Regions from separate parts of the Pan troglodytes genome. Here region 1 is linked to region 2. A link is a contact called in public HiChIP or PLAC-seq data. All regions are on one chromosome and are shown on one strand. The core of a region is the stretch at or near the end of the contact, and the rest is flanking DNA. Distances in the headings are between cores, read along the strand shown.

Evidence for each region. HiChIP or PLAC-seq counts read pairs in DNA pulled down with a chosen protein or histone mark.
Region 1: a contact with region 2 is called in an H3K4me3 HiChIP or PLAC-seq map of stem cell-derived excitatory neurons, with 5 times the contacts expected there. The contact joins two enhancer-like sites. A contact is called at or near these places in 1 of 7 Hi-C or Micro-C datasets (induced pluripotent stem cells) and 1 of 1 datasets of contacts at active chromatin or transcription factors (stem cell-derived excitatory neurons).

Annotation. Positions count from the first base shown.
Region 1 is chrX:40,579,242-40,581,941 of NHGRI_mPanTro3-v2.0_pri, forward strand. All of the region lies in intron 1 of BCOR (BCL6 corepressor), which reads right to left. Among named protein-coding and RNA genes, the nearest start is that of BCOR, 23 kb to the right of the region's middle. Within about 2 kb of position 1,315, at least 12 of the 24 cell types and tissues checked have an H3K27ac peak or open chromatin away from gene starts, as enhancers often do. A contact at or near this core is called in stem cell-derived excitatory neurons, where this site is marked.
Region 2 is chrX:40,244,996-40,247,928 of NHGRI_mPanTro3-v2.0_pri, forward strand. It overlaps the pseudogene LOC129138670. Among named protein-coding and RNA genes, the nearest start is that of MIR3937, 160 kb to the left of the region's middle. Within about 2 kb of position 1,611, at least 10 of the 24 cell types and tissues checked have an H3K27ac peak or open chromatin away from gene starts, as enhancers often do. A contact at or near this core is called in stem cell-derived excitatory neurons, where this site is marked.

The sequences.
Region 1 (2,700 bases), core at 65-2,564, 330 kb after region 2:
TTCCTGCCCTGCCCAGGACCGCGGAGCAGTCGGGGACGCCGCCGCAGGCTGGCCCGGAATCGCAGGACAGCGGGGGGGGAGGGGGTAGCCAGGCCGCAAGTAAACTCGCACTAGAGCTTTCTGCACACCTCCGCCCTAGAGAGGGGGCCCGGACCCCCGGTCTGTGAGGCGTCGGCTTTGGCCTTCCAACCTGGGGGTGCGCGAGGAAGCAAAGACCCAGGGGGCACCCCCACCCTCGCCCGAGGGTAGGGGACAGCTGAAATGTCTTTGGTCTTGTTTGATGACCGCTTGGCGGATCTGCTCCCATCCGGGTTCTGCCGTTCCGAGGGTGCCGGGTCAGTGATACCCAGGCCGGTCTGAGCAGGCATGTGGATGAGCAAAAGCAAATCTGTCGCTCCTCCGACCGCCACCCCTCACTTAACCTTTCCTGCATCCAAGGAAGGGGAGGGCACCCAGACTCTGCCCCACCCCCCGCGGGGCGCTCCCTCTGCCTCGGAAGCTGAGACTAAGAGCGAGGGTTTTCCCCCTTTCCCCTGGGCTCGCTGGGTTTCTAACTTCCTCTAAACCTCCCTCCTCGCTCCGAAAAGCCCCGAGGAGAGGAGCTGAGAGGAAGCACGCCGCTAGTGTGCAAAATGAAGACCATGTGTGAGGCCGGCGGCATCAGAGTGCAGCTGCGGGGGTTAGGGGGTGGCAAAGGCCCCCGCGCGGCCGGAAGCTCGGGGCCGCAGCAGCCAGTGCCTCTGCTCTGCGTTGGGGACTCGGAGCCGCAGCGAGAGGCAGTGGAGAGGCAGGGCTGGCCTCGTGGCGGGAGGCGAGGAGGGGGTGCGAGGGCTGCCGCGCCGTGGGGGGCAGGGGGCGGCGACGCAGCCCCGGCTTCCTGGGCCGCAGCTGCGACCGAGGGCGCAAGAGCAGATCGTGCTCTGCGGCGGTGGCGGCTCGGGCCCGCCGCTCTAGCAGCTGAGAATCAACAAAGGGAGGCGGCGGGGGAGGGGCGCCACCGAGCGTTCGCGGGCTGCTCTGGAATAATAAAAAATAATTAATAATGATAATAAGAGAAAAATCCCCCGGCTTTCATGGCTCTGGGTTTCCGTGTGGCTGCAGCGGGAAGCGCGCTGTCCTTGAGGCGGCCTCTCTCGCCTGGCCTGCCCGCCCCTCCCCCTCCTCGCCCCCTCCCCTCCCCAGGAACCGGGAAGAGAAAGGTCTGCAGCTGACAAATATTATCCATTCTCCCCATCGATCGCGGAGTGTACAGATGTGAGCGCTTGATGTGCCCGCGGAGCGGCGGATCCTCCCTGCTCGCTCGCTCTCGCCCAGGCTCCGCTCGCCGTCCCCCTCCTCCCCCTTTGTTCTCCTCCCCTTTCCCTCTCTTTAAATAGATTTCAGGGCGCTGCCTGTTGGAGAGCAGCTGGCGATCTCTCCCGAGAGAGGGAGCGAGCGAAGCCCGAGGTGCCCTGTCACCAGCCTCCCCTCCCCCACCTCGGCTTTTCGCTACGTCCCCCCTACCCCACCTTTCTCCAGTTTCCAAAATAGAAAACACCGGGAACACCCACGTCCACTGCACCGCGAGCCCCTGGGAGCCTTTGGACCCCTCGTGCTGTTCCTTGTGTCTGTGTCTGTGCAGAGGAAGGGGAGTGCAGGGAGGGGACCCAGGGCCGCGGCAGAAGAGCCAAGGGTCCGGATCTTTCCCTGGCAGCAGCAGGGACGCAGCGTGGGTCACGCTAAGAGGGTACAGTTTACCCATTAGGGAAAGTCGGCGGAGACGGCCCTGTTATTCCTCTTTTGCAGATGGCAGATTAATCCGGCAGCGCCCGGCCTCAAAGGGACCGGCTGCTCGGCAAAGGGTTAACCCGTCGGCCGGTAATCGTGGACACGCGCGCACACACACACACGCACGCGCGCGCGCGTCCTCTCCGCCTGCCCGAGCGCCCGCCGCGGCCCGCAGTGCGCCCGGGGCTGGGGGAGTAGCTGCGGGAGGGGAGGGGGTCGGGGGAGGGGCGGGGCGGGCTTAACCAGGCCGCTCGACTGAGCCGGGGCCACCTCGCCGTCTGTCACTTAAATGATTGTCCTCCGCTCCGCTCAGTGCGGTCAGTACGGGCTGTTAACAGGCAGTTGCAATCAGTTTCCGAAAGGTCAGCCAAGGTCCTCCGGCTCTCGCAGACGGAAGGCATTACGAAACCGCTTTTGTATCTGCAGGCACTTTAGAAAAAGAGGCGAGAAGGGGCGCACCGCAGTGCCGCGGCTGCTGCGACCGGGGGAGAGGGTCGGGGGCTGCGGAGCAGAGGAGTCCGCACCCCCGCGGCCAGGGTCAGGCGGCGTGGATATCACCCGCGGAGTGACCCAGGGCCTCCGGGTTTCGGTGGGGAAGCAGGAAGGGGGTGGGGAGCAGGCGGCAAGGGAAGGAGGAGTGGGAGGAAGTGGGAGAGGCGTCCTGGCTCCTCTCCTCACCCAGCCAACAGCCCACACCCGGACCCAGACAGGAGCGGGCGGCCTTGGACGCGAGGAGACCCCACTCGGACTCCCAGGCCCTCCTGGCGCCTGGAAGTAGGGAGGGGGTGTGGGGGGGGAAAGACCCTCGCCGAGCGAGCGAGTCCCAGCGCGGTGTCTGAAGACGCTGCTGCCGCCGCCGCTAGAAGTCGTCCATCAGCAACCAGTCCAACCTGCCAGTGATAATGTGCGATCAACACCAAATCACCCCCGCCA
Region 2 (2,933 bases), core at 361-2,860:
TGGGGGAGGTCTCAGGACAAATAATATAATCCCAGTGACTCCCCCGACACTTCTCCTGCACTATCACCTCACAAATACGTGCACTCACACGTGCACACACGCACAACCACACAGCCATCTTTGGCATCATTAATAATTTATCTTTGAAGAAGCCTGTACAGTTTACAAATATTAAAGCATTATCTCACTATTTTAATCACGACTGCTTTGGGGTATTCTCGTTCTTTCTGATAATGAAGCTAGGCTCCGAGATCAAACTTCAACAAGGTCAAAGGGATGGCAGGTGGTTCTTAACCTTTGGGACTGTCTCAGATCCCTTTAAGAACTCTCCCCTCGGTAAAATGCATCTACCCAGAATTTTGCCCACTCTTTCAGGGGTTTGCAGTCCCTACTTCAAGCCCTTGCAGGGCTCCGCCTCCCCACCCCAGTCCCGGTGCGGCTGAGTTGGACCGGGCAGCCGCAGGATAAAATCCAGAGAGGAGTCCGTGTGACGGCGCAGCAGGATTAAGAAATCTCCCAGACCAGGATGGGCACAGAAATGGTTAAGGGGGTGGAGGGTTTTGTTTTTCACCTCTGAGGACTCTGTTATGGGTCATTAAGAACACAAGACCGAACGAGCATTCCATTTGCTGGGCCTGCCTCTAGCGCACAGCTCTGCTTCCCGACAAGATAAGTCCTGTGCAGGAAGGAAATCCTGGGCCCAGGGAGGCAGATGGGAAATCACCCCAGATAAGGCGGCTGCTCCGAGTGCTGGAGTCACACAGGGCCTTTCTGCTGCAAGAATGGCACTGCCGAGAGTCTGCGTTTCTTGCCAGCTAAGGAGGAGGAGGCTCTTCGGAGGCGTCTCCTAACACATTGCCGTTCTAGGCAGCTCTGCAAGGGGAACCCCCCAACGGGGGTGCAGCACCGTGCCTCCAAGTGAAGGAGAGGCCCTCGGGTTCCCGGAGTCTGGAGAGGTGGCCTCCAGCGGTGCCCCGGCCGCCTCCGGCTAGGCCCGCACACAGTTTACCCCCACCCAGGCCTCCTGGCACCCCCGCCCCGCATCCACCACCCAGGTGGTACCTGTGCCCGCGCAGGTGAGGAAAAAGGCCTGTGGAAAACATCATTACTGATAAATAACAGTTCCTTTCAGGTTTAATGACACGTTGCATCCATCCTAAATCTCTCAAAAAAAAAAAAAAAAGAAGAAGAAGAAGAAAAGAAAAAAAAGAAAGAAAAAGATAAAAGCCCTCTCGAGGGACTGCGCCTCGCGCCTGTAAATAGGAACGACAGGCCGGGGCGCGCGCCGAGGCGGGCGCACGGCTTGGAGCGGGCGTGTAAATTAACCGGGGGCCGCAGAGTGAATACATTGCACGCGGTATTTATTATGCGGCCGGACCTCCGAGGGGTTCTCCGGCTCCCGGACGTGGCAAATCTTGTCCGGAGCGCCGCTGGCCGCGCTGCCAAGGGCTAGGACGAGAGGACCCGTGGCGGGGGGCGGGGGGCTTCTCCTCCAGTCCCCGGGAGCCCCGGGGCAGCCCCCTTACAGCAGCGGCAGTGGGGAGGGTTTAGGCGAGGAGAGACGCGGCCCCGGGCGCCGCTCGGGCTAGGGGCCGGGCGGGGAGGGCGGGGCGGTGGGAGCGGGCGGCGCGCCCGGCCCCTTAGCATTCCGCCGGCGCGCCCGCCATCGCCGCGTGCGCCCCCGCGCCCCACTGTAATTACCCCGATTACCAAATGAATCTCGCGCTTTTGTGCTCGCCGGGCGGTGGGTGCGGGGAGGCAGTTCTAATAGTTGTCATTAGGGCCGGGGGAGGCGGGGCGCCGGGGGCTGAGGGTGGGAGCGCGGGGGTGGGGGAGGCCCGCCATTCCCTCGCTGGCTCGCTTGTTCGCAGGCGGTCCCAGGCGGCGCGCAGGCCGCTGCTGGCTGCTGAGTAATGATTTTTTTTCTAATTGGAGGCGAACAGCGGCCCTAATGGATGGAGCCGCTCTCGGCGCGTTCGCTGCGCCCGCCCTTCGATCAATACGGCTCGCTGAGACCGCCGGGCCGCGCTCCCCGGCCCTTTGTGGTCAGAGATGCCTCGGGGGCCCCAATCCCCGCCACCACCACCGGCCCCCCATGCTGCCTCAGCCTCGCCCGGGGAGTTCCCAGCCCCGCCACTCCGAGACACCACCCCTCCTCCGGCCTACCCCCACCCCGGATACTCCAACCCCAGGCTCCTTCCCGCACCCCCGCGCCCGAGTTCCCCTCTCGGAACACTCTTACTCCAGCTCCCCCAACACTGCCCCCGCGTGTCCCCGCCGTCCCGAGCCCTCCATCCCTTCTTGTCCTCACACTATGCCCAGTAGCCTGGTCCCCGTGGCCTTTCAGACAGGGTGGGTTAGCAGGGAGGTGTACGGGAGGGCAGACCCGGGATTGCCACCCTCACCCCTTCTCCGTGACCGCGTTTCTGCCAAGCGCCCCAGGCCGGGAGGAGAGCCGGGCACAGGCGACAGCCTCCGAGAGTTTACGCCGGCTGGTCCGGGAAGGGTTCGCTGAGTCCAATTAAATCCCCACGTTCTTTCCTTCTTGAGCCCGCTCCATCTCGGACTGGCTCCAACTGGGACCCTTCGGCTTTTTGAAGGTACAGAAACTTGCGAGCACAGACACACTCCCTGGGGGCACCAGTTTCCAAGAAGCCCTCTGGAATGTTTAGCTCAGAAACCGGACAGCATGCACAAGTCCTCCTAGGTCAGGGGTCAAATGTGCCCTCTGTTTTGCAGGCCCTTCGTGCACTGCTTCTAACTAGCTGGTGACCTTGGACAACGACTCAGTGCCTGAGGGACTCTTTTTCTTACACCTTACAGAAGTTTATCCAGCTCTACAAGCTAGGCGGCTGGGATACAACATTAAAAGGAATGGTCAAACCTTCCCACTCCTTCCTGCAGTTTACAGACTTTCCTCCTTCCACCCTGCG